Linked DNA regions of Zea mays: region 2 is linked to region 1. Evidence: chromatin contacts called from public Hi-C data. All regions are on one chromosome and are shown on one strand. The core of a region is the stretch at or near the end of the contact, and the rest is flanking DNA. Distances in the headings are between cores, read along the strand shown. Region 1 holds the start of LOC100284555 (phosphoglycerate mutase gpmB). Region 2 holds the start of LOC100272901 (Patatin-like protein 2).

Region 1 (5,278 bases), core at 1,245-3,744:
CTTTCGATGGTATATGTTGGCTAACTATATTTGTGAAATAGGTGGTGCGTGATCAAAATGGAAGGATTTCTTTTTTAATAAATTCTTACTATAATAACGATGTGTTACCTCTTAAGGTATTGTCAAAACAATAATTTTAAATGACGTTAGTGTTTGTACTTTGTCAAATATATAAATTTAAAAGTTAGGATCACATCTGATCCGGTTCATGTTCACGATCCAAGTGAGTTCGAAGATTGTTATTTTATTTTTTAATCACAAATCCCTGTATTTGTTTATGATAATTATTTGTAAACTAAAAACCCCACCTTTCTCACTGTCAAACACATTAAGGCTATGTTCGGTTGTTCGGGTTTTAATCCCCAGGCTGATTTTTTCCGCTCGGGGTTCAAGTGGATCCCGGACTGCACACTCTATCCTCTCGGTGGATAATTTCCATACCGACTTAATTCCCTGCCTCATCTGATGCATTCGGTTAGACAGGGAACTCAAGTTCACACAATTTTCAAGCTTCCATTGTATATACACAATATATATATACACACACAATATATGGTTGGAAATTGCAAGACACTTCCAACAAGAGTTGATACATACTCATCACATACAATCTTTAACTTTAATAAACTAATAAAGCAATGTGCAAATACTCTATGTTCTCATAGGACTACATAAATAAAACGGATAGTAATTAGAGTCAAATCCTCTTAGTCTATGATCATGGACTTATACCGCGCCTTAGAAACTCTTCTAGGATAAAAGAGAGTTTACAACTCCACATACAACTCCAGAGGGGCCACTCCTGCAGAGCATTATGGAAGTGAAAGATCCTAATCAGTATTGTTTTCAGAAATGATGTCAATTCATAGTATGCTGTGGATAGTTTCAGCTACAAATTTCTACAATCTTGAAAACACTATAACTAAAATACAGTTGGCCTTGAAGTAGTAACTAAATACAATGGGAAAAAATGGTACTGTAAATTATTCGATTGAACCTCATTTGGGTGCCAACAATGCTATAGTCAGAACAGAAAAGAGTTCAAGCCAAAGCTAATCTGTAAATTATTCTCTTAATACAACAAAATGCATATACAATAGCACACCTAGCTAAAATTGTTTTCATGTGGTAGAAAGCCCTAGAGCCTTTATATGTTAAATGAGAGGACAATGGTTTGAATAAAAATGCAACACAAATTCTACTTCTACATAGTGTCCGTGGAACAAGTACACTTGGTATTCTTGGATGGGGCAGAAAATCAAGTGAGAAGAGACCTTAAATCACTGTAAAGTTAGATTTACTATTAAAAAGAAAGAATACTACTACACCATATACAGATTTGTGATTAATGAAAGGAATAAAAAGGGAAGGGCTATGCTTTCAGACGTTTTTATAAATTGATAGGTAGATGGCATTGATTCAGGTCGTTTAAGGAAGAAAACCAAATGTTAAAATATATAACACAGGGAGCTACTAGTGCAACTTTGGATGGATGTTATGGCGGTATTCAGATATGCCTATTAATCTAATCAATATCATATTCAAAATTTTAGATACGGTGACCTGATGAATTTTAGTAGCAGTCCTCAATCTTGCTCGTCATTAATGTTTTTTGCTGCTTGACGACATGCACATGGAAGGGCTTCTCGCGGCGGCGACGATAAAGCAGACAGAGCGCAGAGGCAGAGATAAACATGGTGAGAAGAGGACAAAGATTTCGCCATCTAGCCATCTCGCCCAGGCAGCCAGGAGAGGAGAGGCAATCAGGTCACACGGCAATGAATAGGACGGAGTGACATCACCTGCTGCTCTGCAAGGGAATAGAAAGCTCCCTCGTTGGAGGCCAACAGAGCGACCTCATCGGACGGAGCTAACAGTGCGAACGGAAAGCTCCAACTGTGCTGCAAGGACCACCCAGCGTATTGCGAGATTCAATAGCCTAGGGAGAAAGAAGCAGACCTATAAGAACACGGACGCAGGGTAGATCAACGCCGGAGAGCCGTCGCCGCCACCGCCGCCGCCTCGTGCCCTTCATTTGTGATGCCTCAGCTCCTTTGCGTGAGATATTTTCCACCCCGCAGGGACCGGGCGTGGTTCTCGGTCTGGAACGAAGAGGAAATACCGGGATACGGTCCATACGGGGGTTAACCGAATGCACGTTTTTTTGTGGGCTGGGCTTCTTTCCAAACGAGGGAGGTCCACGGGGTTTGGTCCCTGTTCCCGGGCGGGAAGTGCTTAAACGAACATGGCCTAAAGAAATAAATTAACCTGGCGCGCAGGGCGCGTTAGCTATAGCTACTGGTAGACTAAAAAAGTTTCGGAAGCCGCTGCTATTCGACCAAACAGCTTCAACTCTTCTGATGGCTATCATATCATAGCAGTTTATTCGCAGCAGAGAGATAACACCTCTGAAAGCCATAGAACGAGGCCGTAACTTTAGACCTTCCTTCGGCAAAAAAAACTACGGCCCATCCGCTAATTTTGGCTCGGCCCATAACAATTCTGATTACGCGACTCGCTGATCGCCAGCTTGTGGTCGCGATGCCGTACACCGGATATCCTCTAGCGCCTTCCCACAATCGCGCTTCTGCGGTTCTGCCGCCGACGTCCGCGCCGCCGACGTCCGCGCCCGCGTCCCTCGCTGCTTTGCCCTCTCCACCCTCCGCCATCACCGCCGCGGCGTCCTTCTGTACCGGATCCGTCGCAGCCACCACTCCGCAGATCCGCTGGGTTGACGTCCACGGAGCTGCTCCGGGGATGTCGTCCTCCGCTTCCAGCGTCGAGGGCGACGCCGCCGGAGAGTTCACGGAGGTCGTAATCGTGCGTCACGGCGAGACGTCATGGAACGCCTCGCGCATCATACAGGTGCCGCCTGCTTGCTTCTCCTCCCTCATCCTGCCTGCCAATTGGTCTTCACTGCTGGTTTAAACTGGGAAAATACTGTGATGGAGGAATTCTGAGGGACCTAAGATGTGTGCACTAGTTCTTAATGGTTGGATTAGTGCTTCGTCCTTGTAGGCGCTACTCCAGAACTCCTTTCTCAAGTGAAGGTATAAAAAAACTGAGGATTTTTGTTGGCTACAATGATTACACTGCAGTATATGTGTGTCTGTTATTAGGGCATGTTTGGATACGTGGCTAAAAATTAGCTCAAATTAGCTATAGTTGGCTAGCTAATGTAGCTAACAACTACTCCCTCTAGTCCTAAAAATCAAGTCGTTTTGGACAAGGTTTGAGTCAAACATATAAAACTTTGAGTACTAATAACAGTTTTGTTATTTAGTTTTGAAATCTAACAGTCATATATATAGATTTATCTTAAAAAGTACTTTTGCAAAAGTATAAATATATTAAGAGTTTGTTTTTATTTTAAGAAAAAAACATTGGTCAAAACTATATTTTGGGGACCGTGTCGCTGTCCTAAACGACTTGTATTTTGATACTAGAGGGAGTACTTGTATACTTGTCTAAAAAAATTAGACCATCTATTAGCCCTCCTTTCTGGATGCATTAGAGCTAATTTGGGATAATTTTTAGCTAGCTAGCAATTAGTCCTTGGATCCAAACAGACTCTTAGTATTGCGGTAACTAGTGGAATTTGATCTACTCATGCAGCCAACTATGATGTTTTGTCATCTTGTTAAGACTTTGTTCGGTTGCATGGGGATTGGAGAGGATTGAGGGGATTAAATCCCTTTCTATTCAATTTTGACTAGCAAGGGATTTAATCCGCTTCAATCCCCTTCAATCCACTCCTAACCGAAAAAGGAATGTTTGTTCATTCCCAGCTTTCACTGCACATAGAACAGTACAAGAATCTCCTTCTTGGGTTGTTGAGATGTGGGCGTCTTATAATTTGTTTGGAATGGAGGGAGTATTAACATTTTTTCTCATGTAATGCATATGCACTTATCTCAGATAGTTTATGCCTCTTGTGATACATATCTATGGAAATCAATAGCATGACCGATGTGTCCTTTCTCCTTTGCTACATTTGTTTGCTAGGCCTTAGGGACAACTTCTCTTCTTCTCTTGGAACACCCTTGAGTTAATTTTAAAGTTGATGGGCAGCAGTACATTATATTAGTAATACAATTTTGCAAATAAAAGAAAAATAACAGTGCTAGTCATTTTTTATAACTCAAGTGCTTGTTTGATGGAAATTGGAAATATATTGTTTTATACCCCGGACTTAGCTAGCTGATTATCACCATGAACCTGACACCCTGCCTTAACTGGGAAATTAATAGTCACTGAGAAATCATGTATTGTTAAGCTCTTTGATTGTCAAGAGTGTTTTTTAACTCCACACTGGTATCATACTGCACCAGGGACACTTGGATGCAGAGCTTAATGATATTGGAAGGCAGCAAGCTGTTGCGGTATGTTATGATTTATACTGGTTTTCACTAGATATTTTTAGTAGTGTTTCTTATGAGGAGTTTTATCTCAAAGGTTGCTCATCGTCTTTCTAAAGAAGTGAAACCAGTTGCCATATACTCTTCTGATCTGAAGCGAGCAGCAGAGACTGCGCAAACAATTGCAAGAATTTGCAATGTGCCAAATGTATGCCCATTCTACTCACCCCCTCTTATGTTGTGTGTACATTTTTCTTGGCGTGTTACTTCTGTGTAGGGATGACAATGGGTCGGGTGGAGCAAAAACCCGCCCGCGATCGCACCTGTGAAGACTACCAAAACCCGCCCACGATCGCACCCGCGGGTGCTATTCCAAACCCGCACCTGAACCCGTCGGGTTTCGGGTCACCCGCGGATTTTACTGGGTGTACACTTCTAAACAATAATTTGGCAATAAGCAATTAAGTAGCAATAATAGTTGAGTTATATGTACGTATTTTAAACATTTTCACATTGAGCAACAACAAAACATTTCATGAATCATTAGCCAATTTACTTATTCAAAATAATTATTATTGTATCTTAATTATTTTTTGCGCAAAATAAAGAATGAACCATATTTCGGGTTGAAATACACACCCACGAAACTTCGGGTCGGGTGTGGGTTGCACTCGCGGGTCAAAATCTTCACTCGTACCCACACCTGTCGGGTCGGGTACCTGTTTGGTTTCGGGTTTGCGGGTTAAAATTGCCATCTCTACTTTTGTGATTGGAAAAATACTGATTGTACATGGTTCAGTTGCTTGTATAATTCTTAATGGAGCTTAATGGATGCAACGCTTAATCACCTAGGTCGTGTTCGATCCAGCACTGAGAGAAAGACACATTGGAGATCTGCAAGGCATGACGCTTCAAGATGC
Region 2 (5,278 bases), core at 1,768-4,267, 160 kb before region 1:
TGACATCCTCAAGTAGCTCTGACAAACAAATTAGGGGACATGACAAACAAATTAGGGGACACTACCTCTACGTATCTGCACAAGGGCCCAAGAGAGGTGGGGCCCGGCCATAGGAACGGAGCTCTCAGCTCCCACACCGTGCACCAGTGAATGCGAGCAGCTGGTCTGGCCTTCTAGTAATCCGATCTGCATACAATGTGATCCAGGATTCACGTGGATAAGGATGAAATCAAGAGAGCGCTAGTTAGGATCACACGCCAATAGCACAAGGAAGGAAGGAATGAGCGAGCGAACCTTGAGGAAAACATCGTCGACGGGCTTCTTTGTGTGGCTCTCTGTCGTTGGTCGCAACCCCCGCCACTGCCCTCACTCGTTGCACATCGCGCTGTGGTCACGGTCGGGGCTACCCTTCCGTCCGGTCGATCGGTCGAGCATGGGGTGATCAAGCAGGACTCGAGGAGGAGGTAGCGGATTTATGGCGACGGATCAGGGTAGCGTGGCCGAGTGTGGGTTGTTGGCTTGTTGCGCCCGTGGGCGTGGCAGGCGGGGGGTGGAGGCGGGCGGAGGGATCATGAGCTAGAGGGGGAGATCGTGGAGGGAGTGGGCAGTTTGGAGGGAGATCGTGGGGGATTCCTTTGCGCGGGCGTCTGGGAGTGAGCGAGTGCTCATGAGATGGCTGAGATCGACGATGAACAGGAGAGCACGGGACGGAGACGACGCTAGCAGGAAGAGCTAGAGGGTGAGGGCTCGCTGGGGCAGAGAAAGCAGGGAAGACTGACCCTAAAGCCAAGCTGGGTCAGGGTAAGAAGCGTGCGGCCTCCTGGCAGCTACTTGGGCCGCACCAAAGAAACACAGCCCACGCGACCTATGTCGTCGTCACGGCTTGCACATTTTTATGACCATATCGGCCAGCCAACATAGCTTCTACCGGCTTATAAGCCTTCCTTCTTCAGAGAAAGCAATCGTGGTCAAATGCTCCTGCCAGTGTCAAATTAAGGCAACTTTTTGCGCGAGCAGACGTGGGTCCGGTGTGTGTAAAACTAATGGTGGCTGTCACGTGGGCGCCCGTAGTCTGCAATGTGGGCCCAATGTCTGGAGTGTGTGATGGCTTGCACGATAGGAATGGCTGAATGGGAATGGGGGATTTTGTCACATGGGACCGGAGTGCCCCAAGTCAGGAGTTGCTCGACGTCCTGCATCACAGAATGTGATGGTTTGCCGGACAGCAGCGGCGGAGGAGCCATTATGGCTTAGTGTGGCATCAGCCATACCTTACTTTTAATAACTCTCATATCTTCTACTATAACATCAAAATAAGACGTGGTGTGGTGGATATGTTGTCTCTAGTCTAGCAGTAGGTCTTGAGTTCAATTTATAATTCTTGCAGAATTTATTTTTTGAGCCATACCAAGGATGAGGGTAAAATAGGAAATGAAAAAAAGGCAGAACAGAAAATGGCAGGCTACCCTTACCGTCTTAATAAGTAGTAGAGATATATATATATATATAATCACATAATCTCGTACGTTTATCAACTTATCTTTGCCGATTTTTTATTATAAAAAAACTAAGTATTATGTTTATGTGGCTTTCATTCTTCCATATCCTCAAAAGTTGTTGTCACGCTCCTTTGATTTATACCAGTAAAAACGCGTTCGTGTATACTATTGATTATGGACTATGCGAAGCTTAGTCCATGTCTTTTTTTTTTCTTGTCTCCTTTTTCTTGATAAAACAGCAAGGGCGGTATAGATTTGCCTGTGTTGAGAACTTGCGTGGTGTGGTGTGGATGTGATGCATCTAATCTAAGTGGAATTAATGTTCGGCGTGGCCAAAATGAGATGGAACGTTCAGCGAACTACCGCTGCGGCTGCGCAGATAGATAAACTAGACAGAGGCAAGTGTCGTCGAGCCAGCAAGCAGGGCTGCTAAAGCTACACTTATATATGTTTTTCTTTCTTTTTAAACCAAGCAGACAACAGCCACATGCGACATCGATCCCAAGTAGTAATAACGAACAAGGCCGGGTTGACTGAGGAGAAGGACAACGCCTCTCTCTCTCTTGCCTTAGACGCCGTACGTATAGCCTGGATTATACACTTATACTAAAGCATATATACAAATAGAACGGCCGGGGATGAATAATATAATCCAGTAGGAAGCATCTTAATTACATACGTACGTTTTAGTCCTTTACTTTACTTTGTTCTCGTTTTCTTCCTTGAGTTGGCTTGGCTTCTGTTTGTTTCTTCCTTGACCAGCTAGCAGTGGAACGCGAGGAAATCAACGGTCGTGGCTGGAAACTGCCATGCCTATCCGGAACAGTCCGATCGACAAACAGACGAAGCCTTGATCTTGTCTTCAGTCTTCACAAAAGGTTGGAAAACACGGGCCGGGCCCATCTGATGATCTGAAACACCACTCACTGTTTTCGTCCAGGTTCGGTCCCGATCGCCCGGCGATAGATATATAGGATAGACGATATTCTGCACATGCCGTATAAATACGTAGCCGACGTACGGCTACACACAACCACGTAGCCGCCGGCATGCGCGGTCGTCGTGTTGCTTGCGCGCGCCCCAATCGGCGGCGGCCAGCGCGCCCGCGCGTGCCTCATCGCACTCGCAAGGGAAAGCGGCCAGCAACCAAGCCAAAACAAAGAAAGAAAGAAAGAAAGAAAGAAAGAAAGAAAGAAAGAAAGAAAGAAAGAAAGAAAGAAACAAAGCTTTCTGGCCCATCCCATCCAAAGTGGGTTTCTGCTCGTGCGCGACCTTGACCTGATCGCCATCATGCAGCACCGCAACCCCGTGCTCGGCTCTTGGTTGAGTTTGACCCGTTCAGAATGCCGCAGCAGCAGCAGCACTACGAACGCGACCGGACTTGGTCTGATACTCTCTGTCCAGCACTAGCTACTAGTCTACTACGAAGCTACCAACACTCTTCCTCGCTCGCTCCCTAGCCTACAACTACAAATACCCGCTCTCGTGCACCCACCTCTCGCCACCACAACGCACCACACAAAGCGCAGCAGCCCGCCCGAGAGACAAGCAGCCAAATCAAGCCTTTATTTACGATCCGGCCGGCCGGGATCTAGACCACCTCTCTCTCCTCGTACGTAGTCGTTGAGTCTTTGAGGTCAATCGAGCGAGGTAAAATGGCGCCCGTCTACGCTGCCGCGGACCACGGCACCAACGGCGGCTCCGGCCTGACCCTGAACCCGGTGGCGCGCCGGGCGCTCAGCCTCGTCGGCGCGCCCACCACGCCGTCGTCGTCCACGCCGCCGGCGTACGGGAGCATCGTCACCGTGCTCAGCATCGACGGCGGTGGCGTGCGCGGGATCATCCCGGGCACCATCCTCGCCTTCCTCGAGGAGAAGCTGCAGGAGTACGACGAGCGACCGGACGCGCGGCTCGCCGACTACTTCGACGTCATCGCCGGGACGAGCACCGGCGGGCTGGTCACCGCCATGCTCACGGCGCCCAACAAGGACGGCCGCCCGCTCTTCGCCGCCAAGGACATCAACGGCTTCTACCTCGACCACTGCCCCAGGATCTTCCCGCCCGGCGGCGGCGCCGGCGGTCCTCTGGGCCTGCTCAAGAAGCTGTCGGGGCCCAAGTACGACGGCAAGTACCTCCACGCCCTCGTCCGGGACCTCCTCGGCGAGACCAGGGTCAGCCAGGCGCTGCAGAACATCGTCATCCCCACCTTCGACATCAAGCTCTTGCAGCCCACCGTCTTCTCCAAATACGATGTAAAAACATTATTATTGCTGCCTTGCATGGTTTGCTCGCCGATTATATATATGCTAAACGACGACGACGACTATGTGCATGCACAGGCCATCACCGATGTTTCCAAGGACGCCCTGCTGTCGGACGTGTGCATCAGCACGTCCGCCGCGCCGACCTACCTCCCAGGCCACCAGTTCCAGACCACGGACAAGGACGGCAAGGCCCGTGCCTTCAACCTCATCGACGGAGGCGTCGCAGCGAACAACCCGGTGAGTCAACATGCATGTATACGTACCAACATGCATAACATAAGGGATTAAGGGTCATGAGATCTACTTTGAATTAAGTAGCTTCAGTCTGGATTTAGGATCCCAATAATAATGCTGAGAAAATAGAATCGAGCGCTATTTTTTATGCATCGTCTGCAGTACTTGGAGCCAGATATATATAGATACCTGTGTACGTAGTGTATTGTCAACGTACGGCTTGTAATAGATAAAGAAGAAATGGGTTTTACTAACAGTTCAGTTAATTTATTAGAGTCCTAGTAGGCTTATATATCTGCTGAGTTGACTTCTCTATGAATCACGAAATATGCGCCGAATAAACTCGAGAAACTCTTGCGTGCAGACGCTGCTGGCGATGACGGACGTGAGCAAGCAGATCCTGCTGGGCAACCCGGACTTCTTCCCGATCAAGCCGGCGGACTACGGCAGGTTCATGGTGCTGTCGCTGGGCACAGGCTCCGCCAAGGCCGAGGAGAAGTTCGACGCCGTGCAGTCCGGCAAGTGGGGCCTCCTGGGGTGGCTCAGCAGCAAGGACACCACGCCGATCATCGACAGCTTCAGCCAGGCCAGCGCCGACCTCGTCGACATCCACGCCTCCGTGCTCTTCCAGGCGCTGCACTCGGAGAGGCAGTACCTCCGGATCCAGGACGACGAGCTCACGGGACAGACGTCGTCCGTCGACGTGTCCACCGAGGAGAACCTCAACCGCCTCGTCGACGTCGGCAGGGGGCTGCTGAAGAAGCCGGCGTGCAAGGTGAACATCGAGACGGGCAAGAACGAGCCCGACGGCAAGAGAGGCACCAACGAGGATGAACTCGTCCGCTTCGCCAAGATGCTCGTACGGGAGCGCCGGGCAAGGATCCAGAAAAAAGAAGCCAGCAACACACTCTAGACAGAGCTAGCTAGCAGAGACACCAACACAAAGTGTCTACTACATCATAGTCTAATTAAGCCTCATGTTGTTCTACAATCCAGTCATGCATGTTATGTGTATCCACTTCAATAATTCTTTCAAAGTGTCTACCCCCTTTCGTGCTGCACAACGTACCAAACTTGCCTCCAGCGAACTTTTACGTGTTCGAGGGCCTGTTTGGTTCAGCTTTTTTTTGACCAGCTTTTCTGAAAATCTAGCTGTGAGGAGAATCTGACTGCGTAGAGAATATGTATATCATTAGAATTACGCGTGGAAAAAGATAAAGGTGTCCATAAGACTCAGGATCTAGAAAATGACGGATTCCTACTATTGCAACGACTCAACCG

The links. Hi-C and Micro-C count contacts between places; a contact is called where the count stands out from the background.
Region 2: a contact with region 1 is called in a Hi-C map of ear, with 3 times the contacts expected there. The contact joins the promoter of LOC100272901 here to the promoter of LOC100284555 in region 1. A contact is called at or near these places in 3 of 25 Hi-C or Micro-C datasets (ear, leaf and tassel).

The regions. Positions count from the first base shown.
Region 1 is chr1:204,358,289-204,363,566 of Zm-B73-REFERENCE-NAM-5.0, reverse strand. LOC100284555 (phosphoglycerate mutase gpmB) reads left to right here and starts at 2,494. Exons shown (of 6, transcript NM_001157450.2): 1 at 2,494-2,865; 2 at 4,332-4,382; 3 at 4,456-4,566; 4 at 5,211-5,278. The coding sequence starts at 2,542. It overlaps LOC103643152 (a long non-coding RNA gene), which reads right to left and starts at 2,265. Exons shown (of 2, transcript XR_560833.4): 1 at 1,960-2,265; 2 at 494-802.
Region 2 is chr1:204,520,705-204,525,982 of Zm-B73-REFERENCE-NAM-5.0, reverse strand. It overlaps LOC100272901 (Patatin-like protein 2), which reads left to right and starts at 3,017. Exons shown (of 3, transcript NM_001147354.1): 1 at 3,017-3,751; 2 at 3,839-4,000; 3 at 4,362-5,040. The coding sequence starts at 3,155. The coding sequence ends at 4,910.